4 separate regions of the Mus musculus genome follow, and regions 2, 3 and 4 are each linked to region 1. A link is a contact called in public Hi-C and promoter capture Hi-C data. All regions are on one chromosome and are shown on one strand. The core of a region is the stretch at or near the end of the contact, and the rest is flanking DNA. Distances in the headings are between cores, read along the strand shown. Region 1 holds the start of Tram2 (translocating chain-associating membrane protein 2). Region 2 holds the start of Ube2w (ubiquitin-conjugating enzyme E2W (putative)). Region 3 holds the start of Lmbrd1 (LMBR1 domain containing 1). Region 4 holds the start of Fam135a (family with sequence similarity 135, member A).

The links. Promoter capture Hi-C pulls out the DNA fragments that hold promoters and counts their contacts. Hi-C and Micro-C count contacts between places; a contact is called where the count stands out from the background.
Region 2: a promoter capture Hi-C map of pre-B cells shows a contact between it and region 1. The contact joins the promoter of Ube2w here to the promoter of Tram2 in region 1. A contact is called at or near these places in 2 of 39 promoter capture datasets (cranial neural crest and pre-B cells).
Region 3: a Hi-C map of CD8 T cells shows a contact between it and region 1, with 5 times the contacts expected there. The contact joins the promoter of Lmbrd1 here to the promoter of Tram2 in region 1. A contact is called at or near these places in 1 of 39 promoter capture datasets (liver) and 2 of 484 Hi-C or Micro-C datasets (CD4 T cells and CD8 T cells).
Region 4: a contact with region 1 is called in a promoter capture Hi-C map of liver, with 4 times the contacts expected there. The contact joins the promoter of Fam135a here to the promoter of Tram2 in region 1. A contact is called at or near these places in 3 of 39 promoter capture datasets (cranial neural crest, liver and maxillary cranial neural crest).

What each region holds. Positions count from the first base shown.
Region 1 is chr1:21,076,741-21,080,925 of GRCm38.p6, forward strand. It overlaps Tram2 (translocating chain-associating membrane protein 2), which reads right to left and starts at 2,485. Exons shown (of 11, transcript NM_177409.3): 1 at 2,254-2,485. The coding sequence starts at 2,373.
Region 2 is chr1:16,616,958-16,621,142 of GRCm38.p6, forward strand. Ube2w (ubiquitin-conjugating enzyme E2W (putative)) reads right to left here and starts at 2,334. Exons shown (of 6, transcript NM_025773.4): 1 at 2,280-2,334. The coding sequence starts at 2,294.
Region 3 is chr1:24,676,279-24,680,463 of GRCm38.p6, forward strand. It overlaps Lmbrd1 (LMBR1 domain containing 1), which reads left to right and starts at 2,266. Exons shown (of 16, transcript NM_026719.2): 1 at 2,266-2,538. The coding sequence starts at 2,479.
Region 4 is chr1:24,097,934-24,102,118 of GRCm38.p6, forward strand. It overlaps Fam135a (family with sequence similarity 135, member A), which reads right to left and starts at 2,408. Exons shown (of 21, transcript NM_026604.4): 1 at 2,128-2,408.

The DNA of each region.
Region 1 (4,185 bases), core at 1,235-3,734:
TAATGATAGCAGCGTTCTATGATAGCTGATCTCACACACACACACACACACACACACACACACCACAAAATCTCTCTATAGTAGGTAGGAACAGACACACTCAGTATAGATCAAGATTCAGCTCCAGATACTGGAGATTCAAGGGAAAGCCCCCTTCTTCCTAAACCAGCTCTGACTGGTAAGCCCTCAAAGCAACTTCAGAAAGAAACATCTGCTCTCAAAGTTCCATAGGGCTAAAAGTACCACAGAAGAAGATGGAACTAGGAAGACGGGTGTGTTGGCACCTCAACCAAGTCCTTTCTACAGCCCTAGGGCTAATCCTAAGGAAAAGGAAAATGGCTAGTTTGTTTTTTTTTTCCATCACCTTAGTCCTTTCTCTGGCATCAGGTACTAGGAGTGACAATCCCAGAAGTTGTCAGTTTCCAAGGACTACCACTGATCTGAAGCAAAGCACTCCAGAAGGCTAGAGACAGGGAACAAAGGAGGCAGTACAAACTCTGTGCGTCTCTTTTTGCACAACACTAAGACAGGTAAAGCCCAAACTCTCAACAAAAGCTAGAGACACCACAGAGAGCCACAAGCTAAGCACAAGGCTCTGGCCAGCTGTGGAACACATGGCTATGAGGTTTATGATTGACACATGTGACGATCTGGCCCTAGCCTGCAAGAACTGGAGCATGACACTGAGAAGCGTCTTAGAATGGAGGACTGCACATTGACATGAGGCAAACGTGAAGCAGGGCAGGTCCCCTGCCTTCTCATTAAGCCACTATGTTAAATAATAACAAGGGTCCAGGAGCAAGAGACAGATTAGCTCTTTGGCTGGAAGAATGGCTTTTGTTGCGGATAAAACCTCAGCTTTAAGCTTTATAAATCACTGCATAAGGAAGGTTGGTTTTAATGGTTTCTTCAATGATGAGGAAACTGAGGTCGAGGGAAAATGTGAGTGGAGGAGAGGAAGAAAGTGAAGTGACAGAATTTCCAGAAGAATGTGGACACCAGCCCCAGTCCCAGCTTCTCTCCTGCAAACCCGACAGCCTAGCTACGAGCATGCATTCAGCTCAGACCCGGCTAACCCAAGAACAGCCCCAGCGCGAGGACAAGTTCTTCAGCCAAATAGGTCCTGAGTCGGTAACAGGGACATATGGGTAGATATGGGTAGATAAGGGAGATATGGGTAGATGCAGGGATAGACAAGTAACTCTTAAATGGTGCACCTTCTTACTACCCTGTAGAATGCAGATCAGGAAACTTACACAGAAGAGAGGATAGGAATGAGTGTTCTCAAGACCAGGCGACCCAAGCCATGGGACTGTCACCTATTACCTATGGTGCTCTGGAGACAATATATACTATAGTAAGTCCTTCCCACTTTTCAATATCACCGTTTTGCAGCACTCTGGAGTAGGGACCTCGGATTCTGACCCCTTAGTGGTTTACACAGACAGCTCTGAGGCCTACACCAGCACAGTGCTGAATCCAGGATCCCTTTCTCTGTTCCCACCCCACATCCCTGCAGCGACTAGGAAATCACCTTTCACAGAGAGTATCCCTCTACTGGCTCCTGCAAAGGGGATGAGGCTCTGGGTCCAGTTCACACAGATCTACAGGAACAGTTCAAAGTGCCAAAGGATATCTTAAAACTAGCCCTTTAGGTCATATTTAAAGAGAGGTTGGTAGCAGAAGGTCCCTCTGGGATGGAGCCAGGGCCACATGTGAACACCTGGAGCAAGCTCCAGAGGTTAGGATGAAGAACTTCCAGAAAGCCACAAGAGAGGTGGAGAGGGTTAGGGTCCCTTCCACTAGAAAAGCCTAGAAGATCTGGAGGCCCCCACTAGAGAGAAGGAGGGGGGATTGTGCAATTACAGCTGGTCTAGGAGTTTCCCACATTGGCACCAAGTCGCCAGAAAGGAAACCCCAACCATAGGGCCAGGAAGGCAGCTCTGCAATTGGTTCGAGGCCAGGTATGGGTTTCTGAGATTCAGATAGAGTTGTAGGATGTGGTGGGTGTCCAAGGGGGGCGACAGAGCATGGCACGGCCCGCACAGCTAGGAGTTAGGGGTGCTGTCTGGACTCTCTTAGGTCCAGGCCAGAGTGGATACAGTGCACAAAGCCAGAGGTGCAGATAACGTGCGGGACATCCCAGCCGGGCGCGCTCCAGCCCAGATGAGGTCCGGGAATCCCTGTCTGCGCCTCGGAGGACGGGAGTTAGGACCGCCAACCCCTGCAGCACCCCCTCCCCGCTCTACTCACCTCGAACATAAGCCCGATGAGGACGCAGAGCACCAAGCAGAAACCGATGTCTGCATGGTTGTGGATGATGAACTCCTGGCTGAAGAGCGGGTAACTTTTCGTCCTCCTACGGAAAGCCATGGCAGCGGGCGTTCACCGCCTGCGGGGGCCCGCACCCTCGCTCAGCAGCCCCAGCGAAAACTTCTCCGGCCCGGCCCGGTCCGCACGCCAGCCCCGCAGCCCAGCGCGGAACAACTTCGGGCCCCGCCCCCTTCCTCTGCCCGCCCCGCCCCGGCCTGCCGCCCGGAACCGCCCCCGGCCACAGCCCTCGCCCCGCAGCGGCTGCACAGGCGCGGGCCTCTAGCCACACCCCCTTCCTCCGTCCGCCCCGCCCCCAGGCCGCAAAGGCGCGCGCCTCTGGCCACACCCCCTTCCTCCATCCGCCCCGCCCTCAAGCCCTTTGGCCAGCGCCACCGGCCACGCCTCCTGGGCGAGCCCGGCGCGCCTAACCCTTGTGCCGCGCTCGCTACCGGTGCTTGCGGCTTCCACCGGGGGTACACTCTTCCGTGAACCTCGCTGAGACGCGGGAATGGAAGCCCTGTCCTCCGGCTTTGAGAGGAAGCGGCTCCCGAGCTGCTGGACAGGAAGTGGGCCGGGATCCCACTCCTAGCGCCCAGCTTCTTCCTCTGCAGGAAGGGCCCGGGGCGGGAAGCTTCGTGCCGGCCTGTGGACTGGCCCCAGCCCTGCGCTGGATCTTAAATGAATGCATGGCTACTCCTGTGTCTGAAGGATTGCACAGTGTAGGTTCAACCTCTCAGAACCTTCAGCAGCTACCCCAAGGCCTTGCCTTAGTAGAGCCTACTTTGCAAGGGCGTGCAGGTACCCCGCGTTTTACTCCTTCACTTAAAAGGCCAGGTACTGCCCAGAATTGGTTTTTCAGGGCTCACTACCTTCAATATTAATTGATCAGAAGTGGAAGAATAAACACTGAAGAAATAAAAAAAAAAAAAAAAAAAAAAAAAGATCCTCACCCAACGTTTCCATTTAATATTAAGTTTCAAAATTACTTCCGGAAGGACAAAAGGTCTTTTAAAATAAATTATACTAGCAAATATTGGATTTAATCCTGCCAGTAATGAAGGAACAAATAATCGCTTCTAAATGTACAGAAATGCAAAATGAACAGAGGACTGTTTAATTTCTTTTCTTTTTTTAAAATTAGTTTCACGGTTACGAGTTTGCAAAAATAGCAGTCTGAAGGTAACTAGAACTGAATGAAGTTCCTTAAAGAAATTTATCTCCTGTATTCTAAACTGTGCACTATTTAACAGACAGCCCTAGGGCTTCTAACTCCACGGGCGGGGCGGGGGGCATTAATGCCTATATTGGACTAACCTTTGTTTAAAGTTAAGACCGGTGCGTGCGTGCGTGCGTGCACGTGCGTACAGTTTATGACATATAGGGGCTGCACATGCATGAGCTCACATATTTATGTATTTTCGCCCCAGTGACCTCCGGTGTCAGGCCTCACCTTCCACCTGGTTTGTTCCAAGGTCTCTCTTTGTGTTGACTTTTCCACTAGGTAGGCCAGGCTAGCTGCTCCTCTAGCTCCTCCCATCTCCCAGTAGAAATGCCCCTTGTGGCCAACTTTTACATGGGTTCTGCGGATTCCAAGTCAGGTCCTAGTATTTGCACAGCATGGACTATCACTCACTACGCTGTCTCCCCAATCAAGACTCTTCTGAAATTCGGACCTAGCCTTGTAAAGAACTCTGGAGCACCTTGACTCTCAATGTACAAATGTTCTAATGGTCAATGATTTGTGGGAATTTCCTTCGCATATGTAATGGTGTCAATCTAACGTTTAATACTTGAGGCCAAAATCCATGGGAAACAGTAGAACTCACCACCCCTCCCATTTATAAATAAAACAGTCGAAAAAGCAGAGATGTT
Region 2 (4,185 bases), core at 1,084-3,583, 4.5 Mb before region 1:
CATTGTTACCAAGTAATCAAACCCCACATTACATATGTATGCATGTTTTTAAAATACAGCAGCTTAAGTAACCTTTTCTTTAGCAAAAACAATATCCCCTAGGGTAAGATGAATTAATGAACACATTTGATCACTTATAGTGTTATGTTAAGTTATTTTGAAAAGAGTTAACTTCTGCTGTAAAGATGGTCAGGAAATAAACTTTGAGCAAAGATACCAAATGAAAACCACACCAAAGAGTGATTCTGCTATTGAGCTGAGAGCCAGTTCAGAAGTTAAGAGAAAGAACTACTCTTGAGAAGACCCTGGTTTGATTCCCAGCACCCATAGCCAATACCTGGCAAGCACCTGTAACTCAGATCCAGAGCAGGTGTGGCCTACACAGGTACTTTCATACCCACATACCCACCCAGAGATAACATACACAATTAAGAAATAAGAAATAAATCTGTGTCAAAATGCTACTATTTCCAGGAAAAATGATCAGATACTTTAAAAGAGATACATATAAAAGGTCAAGATTTAACTTTAGAACAGAAAGGATCCGTTCCCACTCTAATCCAACAAAAGAAAGACGCTGCTACTCTTCCACAGCACTGCCTGAGGCATAGAAACAGGCATAAAAAGCACTTTCCCCCACTGCTGAAGACAAAGTAAATTCCAAAAATAGCAATCTCTTACAAACAAATCTGCCTTTTCCAAAAACTAAGTATAAAAGCTAACCAGCTCTCATGCCAGATACAATCCCAGTGTGGATTTTAATCTTCATTTTTAGTCTTAAATAATGCCTGTATCTTAAGACAGATCACCGTCAAGTGTTAGTAACAAATAATGTCTTAATACAGATAAAAATCTTAAAGCAATCATATAGCCCATCTGCTGTCAACTGATGTTCCACAGTTCCTTTTTTGGCCTCAAATGATGAAACTTCTCTAACGTCTCTGGGGAGACTAGTAAAGTATAACGTTTCCTGAAATTGTTCTTGTTTCACTGCACCATTTCGTGACACCTCTTCACCTAAGAATGCTACTGCAGGAAAGGCCAAAAGTACAAGCAAATGCAAAAAGAATACCATAAGGAAAGCTGATTGAAGGAAGATACAGGGGAAGGAGGGAAATGCGTAAGAATGCAAACCATTGCTAGCAGAGAAGCGCCAACAACGAGATCTTGCTTATTCTTCTAGAAACAAAAACCAAAAATTCTAAGGAAAATGCGGATGTTACTCGAGGATGATGTTAAAACTCCAAAAAGCGTTCCGCTGACACGCTACAAGAGTTCTACTCTCTCTTCCTATGTGCTTTAACACCGCTAGCCCTATCTGCAAATTAAATGCCGGCTATAGATAATGCAATCTCTAGAAACTACAATTGTGGTTGCCATCTTTGCCTGAAAATTTTTTCTTTTATTGGATTTGCAAGGGGGGGGGGGAATACATTAAGTTGGAAGCTACAAAAAACACCTTCAAGTCTGACAGAGCACAGGTTAACAGGCGTCTCCTACCAAACTAAGGTTTTAAAGGTCTGGGAAAGAAAGGCAAAGGAGCCACGGCCTTACCAATCCCGCAAGGGTGGGGCATCGCAAGAAAAAAAAATTTAAGAGGGCGAGTTTCTATCGAGGCCGAGGAGCAGGCCCACGAGCTCGCACGTTGTGGTAGCACAGGACGCTGGGGACAGGGACGAAGGGCGGCTTCGAAGAAGAGACGTGGGCTGCCAGGGAATGCCCAGAGTGCGGGCTGATAGAAGGAGGCACCCACCGGGCACCGGATGAAGATCAGAGAAGAACGAGCATGAGTCCGGCGATCCGAGGCTGCGCGTGGGAGGCCGGGCAGAGGCCGCGGAGCGCCGTGGGCAGGCGGCCGTCCTCGGCGAGGGGCTCTGCCGGTCTCCGGCCGCCCCGACCGCGGGTGACGGCGGCGGGCACAGCTGTTTCCACCCCGCTGGGGAGCGCGAGGGGAAAAGCATCCCGGCGGTGGCCAGGGAGCCGAGCGGCAGGCATCCTCGCGTAGGGGCGCGGAGCGGAGCCCCCACCGCGAAGCGCACGACGAACTTCGCCCTTTCTTCCCCCTAAGCCGCCTTTATGCCACAACTTCGCGGCCGCTACTGTCCGCGGCCACCGGCCGACACCCCCGCTCGGCTCGCCGCCAGGCGATCCCCCGACGCCCCGAGGTCAGGGAAGGTCGCCCGGAGCCAGGCCCAGAGGTCTCGGACGCCGACCCCGCGCAGACGCTCACCTCGTCTCGATGGCCCCCTCGCCCTCCCCGCTGCAGCAGCTCCGCTCACCTGCATTGACGCCATGATGAAACCATCCCCCCAAGGCCAGCGAGGCCCGAGACGCAGGGGGCGGAGCCGCCGTGCTCGCGTCACGCCGCGGGGGCCCAACATCCCGGGCACGGGGGTGGAGTCGCCGATGGGAAGGGGCCCGCGTGTCCGATTGGCTAGCGCGCGGGTGCCCGGGGCGGGGCGGGGCGGGGCCAGGCCGGGCTCCCTAGGTACCTTGCATCCCAGCCAATTTATACGCGGGCCCACCCTCAGTGCTGGCGGAGGCGCTGCTCCAGGTCGGACTGAAGCGTTATGCCGAGGTCACAATGCTGTCCGGGCATTTGGCAGGGAGGGGATCTCATTTTGTTTTTCCAGCTACAAGTGTAAGATTTACAGCCCACCCCCTTCATATGTCTTTTTTACACCTACCGTGTTTTCGCTCCTGAGGCAGATACAACTTCGCCTGGAGATGCTTTCTGGTATTTGCAGACCTAGGAAGCTTCTACTTTGAGGGGCAGAGAGTCACAGGTTTCCCTATAGGACAGAATGAAAACTGAGAGCAGTGATCTTAAAAGCAAGAACAATTGGATTTGAAACGTGCTGGAAAGGGAAGGAGGGTGAATAATGGAGTTCCCTTTTGTGTGCAATTTTCTAGTTCCCTAACCCTCTAAATTGTAAAGTCCAGGTATACCATAAGAGTCGTTGTTACATCAGTCTTACTTTTGATTAACAATTTGACTCTAGCCGTGAAATCTCAATATAATGAATATAGTTTACGTAATTTAATACTTAATACTTAATACTTAAACCTTCTGCCATGCCTAGATTTCTCTTCACCCTATTCTGTGGTGGGCAGTTGCATGATCAGACGACCTATGAGTGAGCTTGAGTAGAAATCGCTGAGCATACAGAATTTATTCTAGGAATGCACCAGTTCTGCCAGCATTTATCAGAAGTCACATTTTTAAAGCTCCTCCGGAACCAAAGATGTCGTTTACTTAAATACCAAACGAAAAATGGAAGCCAAAAGCTTGCACCTCATGTCCTGTCTCTAAAGGAATCAGAGAGGATGGCATGTTGAGTAGAAGGCTTTTACTTTACCCGGATGAAAGTTTAAATCTTTATTTTTATTGACTTGGCTTCATTTTTAGACATTTCTCTAAAATATAAATATAATGGTGATGTAGGTTATCACTCTCACACTTAAGCTAGAGCACGATGTTCCTCTGAGAACATCCGTAAGGAAATGTGTTCAAGAGAGGAAAAGATGTCTAAATCTGCCAGTTTTTCTGTGGTGTAATATTCAAGACGGTTTCTCTTCACCATGGAGGAACTTTTCCATGGGGTTTGCATGACTTGGAGTACAGGACTCAACCAGAAGCATATCCGCTATCAGTTCAGGTATGTCGTTACCATCACAACATGGAACAAAGTGCCCACATAGCCCAGTGATGAGGTACGCTTACAGGAAAGAGTCTCCACCAGGCCTTCCAGAGATCTTTGTCCCTGTGATCTCAGGCTGTAATGTACCAGCTAATGTTCATGTTGTTTTAAAAGTTGATTCTTCTCAAAGGTGTAAATGACAAAGGAGACTCTACAAACATGGCATTATGACCTCATCAAAGTAAATGGCCTACTAGACAAGGTACTCAGAAGGAAGAAAAGCAATTACACCTTGGTGTTGCTTACAGTAGAACTAATGTCAGGTTTCCACCTCACAGGTGTCCAAGGGATCTTCACGGGAGGCAAAGTCACATCCTAGGAAATTCTAAGCAGCTCATAACTACCTATCGTCTTTATTCTTTAATTAATACATAATAGGGTCTGGGGTGTATAGTTCACTGGGAAAACCTGTGGTTAACATGTAGGAGATCCTGGATTTGATCTCTGAGTACGGAAAGCAAAACAAAAGGCAAAAATATATAAC
Region 3 (4,185 bases), core at 1,016-3,515, 3.6 Mb after region 1:
CTTCCTCCAACAAGGCTACACCTACTCCAACAAGGCCACACCTCCTAACAGTGTCACTCCCTATGGGCCCAGCAAGCATTCAAACACATGAGTTTATTGGAGCCATATCTATTTAAACCTGTGGGGAAAGCCTGCAAATGAAAGGGATAGTCTACCATGTCGGGTCGGGATAGCTCCTCTGATCTCCACACAAAATGGAAGACTTCCTTCACCAGCAAGGCTTCCCTTTCTGGAACCTTGTCTGAGGAATCCAGTTTCTCTCATCTTCTACCTCTCTCTCTCTCTCTCTCTCTCTCTCTCTTTCTCTCTGCTCATATATAGTCCTTCTCTGCCCTGAATAAAGTGTACGCATACAAGCCCTCCCTGAAGAAAGGTATGTACACAAGCTAAGATGGTCTAAGAGAGCTATTCATCAAAATCCTTGGAGAAGGCCTTCTCCCTGGCACCTGCTCACACTAGACTGGAGTCCTGTAGACCCCACTGGTTCCGAATGCTGCTTCATCCTTCAAACCTGGTGTGTATCAGCTGTGTCTGGATACTTTAGAGAGGAAACAGAGGAGGTAGAACTACAAAACCACCACAAGTGGACTCAGTCGCTTCCTCTATTTTTGTTCTTCAGCTGCCATGAGGTAAAGTTTTTCTCTACCACACAGTCTTACATAATATACCATGTAAGACACCATGAGTCAAAGCAATAGATTGGATAACCATGGGTTCTAACCTCTGAAATCATAAACCATAATAAGACTTATAAATTGATTATCTCAAGTACTTTCACTTAGTGATGGACAACTGCCTAATGGAAGAGGTCTCAAGGAACCTATTTGAAAATGGACATAATACTACGATATAGAGAAAGGTGTTGTCTGATTCATACCAATGTGGAATGGGATCTGAATCCTATGGAAATATGCAAAAGTAAGTTATTTGTTCCATGGCAGAATTAGGGAAATGCAGCTTCAGGAGGAACAGCTTGTGCTCACAAAATTACTGATTATGTGATCGTTTTCAAAGAGGATTTGGGCCATTGAAGACAACAGGGATGACTGGTCTCAGGTGGTTTTTGATATCTCCTCTAACCAGCAAGCCTACTACAGAAGGGTTAAAAGGCATTGGCTCAAGAAGTAAAGCACAAGCATGACTTGTTGGTGATGCACTTGGGGACACACATGAGATCTCAGAGACGGACACACACTTCCACCAGAGAGTTTCTGATGGGACCGGTTCATATAAAACACATTCTGTTTCCACTTTCTTCTCATTTCGACACTTCTACCCAACCCTTAACTACTGCAGACTTCCAGTCAGAAATAAGACCAAGGTGAGTAATAATATCACAGCAGAATAAACTATAGCGACGATGGAGTTCATCCATAAACTGTTTTGACTGCATCCTAAGTGTCTTAGTGTCCTAAGGATGGAAGTGTTTATTGGGTTCACAGTGCAAGGTTTCAGCGCATTGTTGTGGTGATGTTATAGACAGCAGGAACTAGAGGTGGCTACTCACATCCAAGGTCAAGCGCACACAGCAATGAGTTATGCACGCATGCTAAGTAAGTCTTCAGTTCTGGTCCAGGGATGTGGAAATGTTACCACCCACATTCAGGGTGGGGCTTCTCACCTCAGCCCAATTAAAGGAAAAAATCCCTCACAAGCCCACAGGACAATGTATTCGAGACAATTTGTCACTGAGTCTTCCGAGATGGTTCTGCATTGTATCAAGCCCACAGACAAACGTCCACAATCAAAACTAAATATCACGCCGGGGTTTGTTTATTCAATTTAAATACACACTAATACACCACGGGACCCAGGCAAGCATCCCAGGTTTTCCCTCAGCTTCACATAAGATTTACAACAATCTCTGTTTTGTTCACTTGAGCATATTATTAGCACCTACAGTTCATAGACTCGGACATTTTAATTGTATGAAACCATCATGGAAATTCACAGGTACGCGCAGATGGAAAAAACAAAACAAAACGAAACATCACGTGGTAGCACAGTGCCGTCAAGCAATGACGTGACCTGGTCATCAGCAAATTATAAAGTCATCTGGGCAGATGACATTCTTTTATTCTGAGTCATTCCTGCACCAGGATGACTTCTGATTGCATAATGGGATCAAAACCTTGTTTTTGGAAGCAATGAAAACCCGTAATGTCACTCTACATTCAGAGGCACAGACACAGCCCTGCCTCCGTAAAGCTCCTAGAGTGCCAGCAAGATCAAGTGGCACGCAGGCCGCGCGTGGGCGGGCAGCGTGGTGACGTCACGGTGCGTCGGGTGCGCCCCGCCTCGGCTCGGCTGGTCGCCAGGGGACGCTCGCGGGCCGGGTCTCCTTGGCAACCCTCCGCTCTGCCCCTCCGCCCCTTTAACCTTTAGGCTGCGCAGTTCCGGGTCCCTCTTCGTTCCGTCCCGTCCCGTCCCGTGCCTTCCCTCCCCACCCCTTTGGGCTTATCCGGACCGGAAGCGAAGATGGCGGCGGCGGCGGCCGAGCTGGTGATCGGCTGGTGCATCTTCGGCCTCTTGCTCCTGGTAGGGGAGGCGCTCCGAGTTCTCCCAGGGTGAGGGGGTGGGAGGAGGAGGAGGGCGGGCCAGCGCTGGCCTCGCCTGTCGGGGACCCTCCTCGCCCGCCCTGCTCTCTGCTGGGTCCGCGAGGGTCTCCGGAGGAAGGCGAAGAGGCGCTGATCCTCCGCGGTCTCCTTCCTAACTTCAGCCAGCTTCTGTCTCTTGTCTGAGAATGTAGCTGGCGGGTGAGTTTGGGGACGAGCGACCCTCGGGGTGGAGAAAGGCGTGATCACGGCTTGAATTGGAGTCCTCACCGCCTCTGGGCCAGGCTTCTGGGCTCTGACAGAATCAATTGTTTATTTGTTTAAATGCCTCCTTCCCCCCCCGCCCCCCCTTGTTTCCCCGCGCCCATTGTGCGATTCTGCCTTGATGACGTGAGTGTCACGTTCTAGGTATTACATTCCACTTAGAACGCTGTAGAGCCGCTTGGCCAGGCGGGAGGTTATTACCTGTCTGACCTCAGGTGCCTTCTTTTCCAGACTTCTCTGATCATTGGGTGCACAAAACCCAACTGTAGTGACTCAGAGTGACCTGGTTGTTACTTTCTGACTTCGTTTAGTTTGCTTCTCTTATGACATTTCATATTGTCAAATCCTTCCCCACTCTACAAAGACTTCAGTCCTATGGTCAGTTAGTGTTTGCATTTTGAAACTCGTCCGATGTGTTTCAGATTCCCTATACTGACCCTTGGGTAGTTTGTTCAGGTAGTCAAGTTTTTCAGTTTTTCATCAGGTAGCGCGCGCACGCGCGCACACACACACACACACAGAGATACAGACACACACACAGACACACACACGCACACGACACTTGCCTTGCATGTTCAGGAACCCTAAATTCAGTCTTAGTACTGGCATGCTCCCTTCACTTTAACAAATCCCATTGCCCTGGGCCATGCTTAGCTTGTGTCCTGGAGGGAGGCTATCTAGCCCTGTACTAGGAGAGAATTCACTGGCTTTCCCAGCCCATATGTTTAGTGAAAAATAAGCATGTTACCAGCAGGAACGTAGAGTTGGAGTATCTTGATTAATGAAAAAGCATTTAAAGCACAGTAGTTTTACTGTGGATACAGTAGTTTTATCTAGGAGGATACAAACAAAATAATAAGTGGCTTTTTAAGAGGGGGCTGATCATAAGTTAGGAAATAGAGATCTTAAGCATTGAAAGAGAAAATATGATTTTATAAGGGAAATAGGACTTGGGAGAGGATACTGTTGGAAGAAAGTGCCAGTGGAAAAGTAGCCTTTGGATAGTTTGTGGCCTTGAATCAGGAACAACCCGGCAGTAGAGAAGTACTGTTGCGAGGTGCAAAATGTGATTTACTAAAAATTAAACGGACAGTGGTGGCACACGCCTTTAATCCCAGCACTTGGGAGTCAGAGGCAGGTGGATTTCTGAGTTCAAGGCCAGCCTGGTCTACAGAGTGAGTTCCAGGACAGCCACAGATACACAGAGAAACTCTGTCTCAAAAAACAAACAAAACAAAAAACAACAACAAAAACCCCCAAACAAACAAAAATTACTGTCAGTCTGTTTAGTGCTTGGCTTATTAGAAAGGAGCTGTATTCATGTCTGCTTTTCGTTCTGTCTTCAAGAAAGTTATTTTGGTTGAAG
Region 4 (4,185 bases), core at 1,158-3,657, 3.0 Mb after region 1:
TAGATATAGTCTATAGAATTATGAAATTTTAAAAAAGACATCAAACTGTTTAGGGATTTAAATCTTTAGGGATTTAAGTACTAGTAACTTTATTGTTGCTAGTATCTAATTAAACAAAAATATGTATTTCCATGGCAATTTTTGTCTGTGGTGGCCCTAAACGTGTTTAAATGAGGGGTGATTACAGACAGATTACTGGGCTGCCCGAGTTACTACTACAGTTTACAGGTGGAGACACTGAGGGGACGCTGGATGGCTTCTTCAGACTACTACTGAGTTATGCTCTGGGTTCAAATCTTTTCACATTTACTCTTGCGCCTGCTGTATAACATAGATCCCTTATTTCAATTCAAAGAAAATTAACATAGCTCACTATAATACTAAGAATTTGTAGATGGTAACTTTCTAATGGATATTTCCCTACAAGTAAAGAGACTGGTTTTTAAAGGAGAGCAAGCATCTTTGAGAAACAGCAATCACCTATTTGCATTTGAAAAAGCATTAAAATGTAAACTATAGGAAAAGTTCTTCACTTCATCATACATACAAGTTCTTTTAAGAGAAATGTTCTTTAATTACACCGGGTTCTTCTACTTTTTTAATTTTAAGCCCACTCTGAACAAGAAACTACTCCTTTTTCCCCCTGCCTTGGTATTTTTCTTCTTAAAATAGAAATCTAAAACAATGTAAGTCCTACCTGACATAGATAACTTAAGGAAGAACTTATTGTTTGCAGGCTGCTTTGAGATTCCAGAATGAAATACATAATCCAGTTGTTCTTCAACCCTAAAACAAAGGCAAACTTTACTGACAGTAACTGCCTCAGCAGATGCCTCCAGAGCGTGACACTACACCATCGTCAACAGAAACACAAGGTTCATTTCAATTAGATTGGATTCAAAATGGAGGGAAGAAAAGCTCCCAAATGTATTAAGTTCTTTTGCCCAAATCAAAAGATTAAATACTTCTTTCTTGATAAGCAATTATCCTATTCTTGTTCGCAAAAACTGTACGCATTTATTAAATAGAACAAGCTCAAAATGATGTAACCAACCGTAATCGTAAAACAACAAATCAATACATTTTATATAGTAATTTTTGTTAAATTTCACTTCAGATTTGTTCCTGGTCAACTGTTATTTACTGGAGCACTGACCTCTGGCAAATCTTAACTCTTTATAAATGGCCAGTTTGTTTCTCATAACATGACTGGTACATGTAATTCAAGATCCAATCAAGTGAGCTGCCATTCTTTAGAGAATTTCTGGTGAAGAAAGATGAAGAAACTGCTCTGGAAGCTTCAGTGGGGATACTAGGCATAGCCCTAGCTTGCGTAGAAAGCAGAAGAGAACAGAGGTTGTTACAACTCTTCGGGGATGTAATAAAAAGTAAAACATATGGACTGAAAAAGAGGTTCCATCCACACATATAGGAAAAAGGAGTTTTATGGCTTAAAAAACAAAACACCAACATTAAAGAACTAAAATCGGTTCGGTGGTTAGGAGCGGCTGGACCGAAAGCAATGAGGCGGGGGGACCAAAAGAGGTTAAGAGAGTGAGGGCCTCTGAAGGCAAGGCTCGACACTGGAGCAAAGAGATGCTTAAACGCAACAACAAAACGCAAAAGGCCAAAAAGCCCACCCTCCCACAAGTCAGTAACTAACAAAAGAGCTAGAACGAGGTGCCAAAGGAGAAAATAGTGCTAACAGCGAGGAAACTGATCGGCGACGGCCAAGAGGTTAACGACTGGGGATGCACAGTCGAGGGACCGAGCTGGACCGAGCGGAGAGCTCGACCGACGTCGAGGGACCCCCGGAGCCAAAGGGCGCGCGGGCGCGGGTGGAAGCGAATGAGGGTCGAAGGACCAGGCGGCGACCGTGGAGTGGGGCGGAGAGCCGGCGGGACACCGGGCACGACGAGTGGCAAGGGCCGGCCGGGGGCACCCGCCTGCGCGCCGCGCCCCTCGCGTCCCCGCCGACCTTCAGCGGGCCCAGGACCCGGCTCCGACTGAGGCCAGGGCGCCAGAGGCAGACGAGGCGAGGAGGCCACTTCCTGTCCGGCCCCGCGGGGGAGATGGACCTGGCCCGCGTCGCGGGGCCGGGAGTCGCGCGGACAGCGAGGGGCTCACCTCTCAACCGGCACGGCCTCGGCTGGCGCCTGTGCGACGGAGGAGCTCTGCGTCCGGCTGGTAGGCGTCCTTAGCCAGGTCCGCACCATCCCGCCCCGGGCCCGCTCACATCGCCATCGCAGCACCCGCAACCACCGCAAAGCCAAGAGCCGGCTCGTCTCCGGCGCTCGGCTCCCGGCCCAGAGCCGCCGGCGAGCATGCGCAGTCGCGTCGGTCCCAAGGGAACCGGGCCGCCGAGCGCTACCTGCGTTCAACAGGTCCCGGCCCGCGGCCCCGCCCCTGGGGCTCTCCCCTCCCCCTCCCGCAACGTCCCGCCTTCTCTGAGGCGAGGACCCGCCCCCTTGGGCTCCAAGTCCCGCCCCCCCAGGAGACTCAGCTGCCGCGGGCCCCCGGCGCCAACCGAGATTTGAAGATTTGTTCTCCCTTCCCGGCTCGCCCCTCCCGAGTTCCCGCGAGAACGGGAGACTTGCGTCAATAAAAAGCGCGAGCCCAGCCGGGGTGGGAGCTGGGGGTAGGGGGGGGGATAGTGTGAACCACTGGTCGAGAGTTAAAGGGCCCCAAGAGATGCGAAAGGACAGTTGAAGACTGAGGAGATTTCTCTCGAAGTCATCTACGTCTTCTCTCCTTGCTGCCATGGCTAGAGCCGACCCTCGCGCCTCTGCCAGGGCAGTGGGTCGGTGCTGCCCCAGCAGTCGCTAATGGGGCCATCCATGGTGTGGCCATGCGTGCAGCTGATCTATTAGTGTCTTGATTGATGACATCTTAAATAGAAGCTTTCAGGTCTTAAATTCCATTAACGGAAGCCCATAGTCTTTCATTGATTAACTTCATTTTCTTCTTTCCCGCTGTCCGAACAGAACATTTTTTAAAGATTTATTTACTTTACATCCTGCTCGGTTCCCCCTTCCAGATCCCCTCCCCTCCCACAGTCCTTCCCCCACTCCCCCTTCCCTTCTCTGAGTCTGTGAGGCTGGCACTTCCTATCCCACTGAGGCAGGACAAGGCAGCCCAGCTAATAAAACATATCCCACATAAATGGAGCTGCTTTGGGGATAGTAGCTCCCCTCCCCCTCCCGTTGTTGAAGACCCACATGAAGACCAAGCCACACATCAGCCACACATGCTGGAGGAAGTGGGGTTAGGTCCAGCCCGTGTATACTCTTTGGTTGGGGGTTCAGTCTCTGAGAGCCCCAAGGGTCCTGGTTAGTTGGTCTTCCTGTGGAGTTCCTATCCCCTTCAGGACTGCAATCTTTCCTCCTATTCTTCCATAAGAGGCCCCTCGCTCCATCCACTATTTGGCTGTGGGTGTCTGCTTCGGTTTGAATCATCTCCTGGGTGGAGCCTACAGAGTATCCTTATAATAGTGTCAGGGTTTGGTGCTTGCCCATGGATGGGTCTCAAGTTGGGCCACCAGCAGGACATTTTATAGCTCGTTAAAGCTTCTGTGTGTGACTCAAGCAAGGTTGGGAATTTCAGCAACAGCTGAAAATTTCCCTCAGAGCTGTAACACTTTCACACAGCTCAAGATAAAATGAATGGGGAGAACAGAACACAGCTTGTGATAAAAATGAATTAGGAGGAGAGAGTGGTGTCTCTTAGATATAATGTGAGGGAACATGATGCCACTGATAATCTGCTTGAAGATGGTTAAAAATGGCAAATATTGTGTATATTTGCTAGAATAAACATGAATGAAACCTTTCTGTCCACTTGGCAGTGGTGATGTGGCCTTGTACCTTAGGCCGTTTGAAACCAAGTGTTAAATGTGATTTAACCACTGGCTTTTCTTCAGTTTTTGGGCAAAATTTGAACAGGATTGGAATGCCCGTGTCACCTTATGATAATGTTTGCATAAATGATCCTTCTGGTACAGTTACTCTTGTTTTTTACAGACAGAGTCATATCTACTACGATGGGTGTCCACAATGCACAATGGTAAGGTATTTTTGGGAAGTTATATTTCTTTAACACCAAATATGAGACTGAGGCAAGCGAAGTCTAAGTTTAGCACTTCCTTTATGGGTACAACAGCTTCGGGTTTAAAGGGCGAATATATTA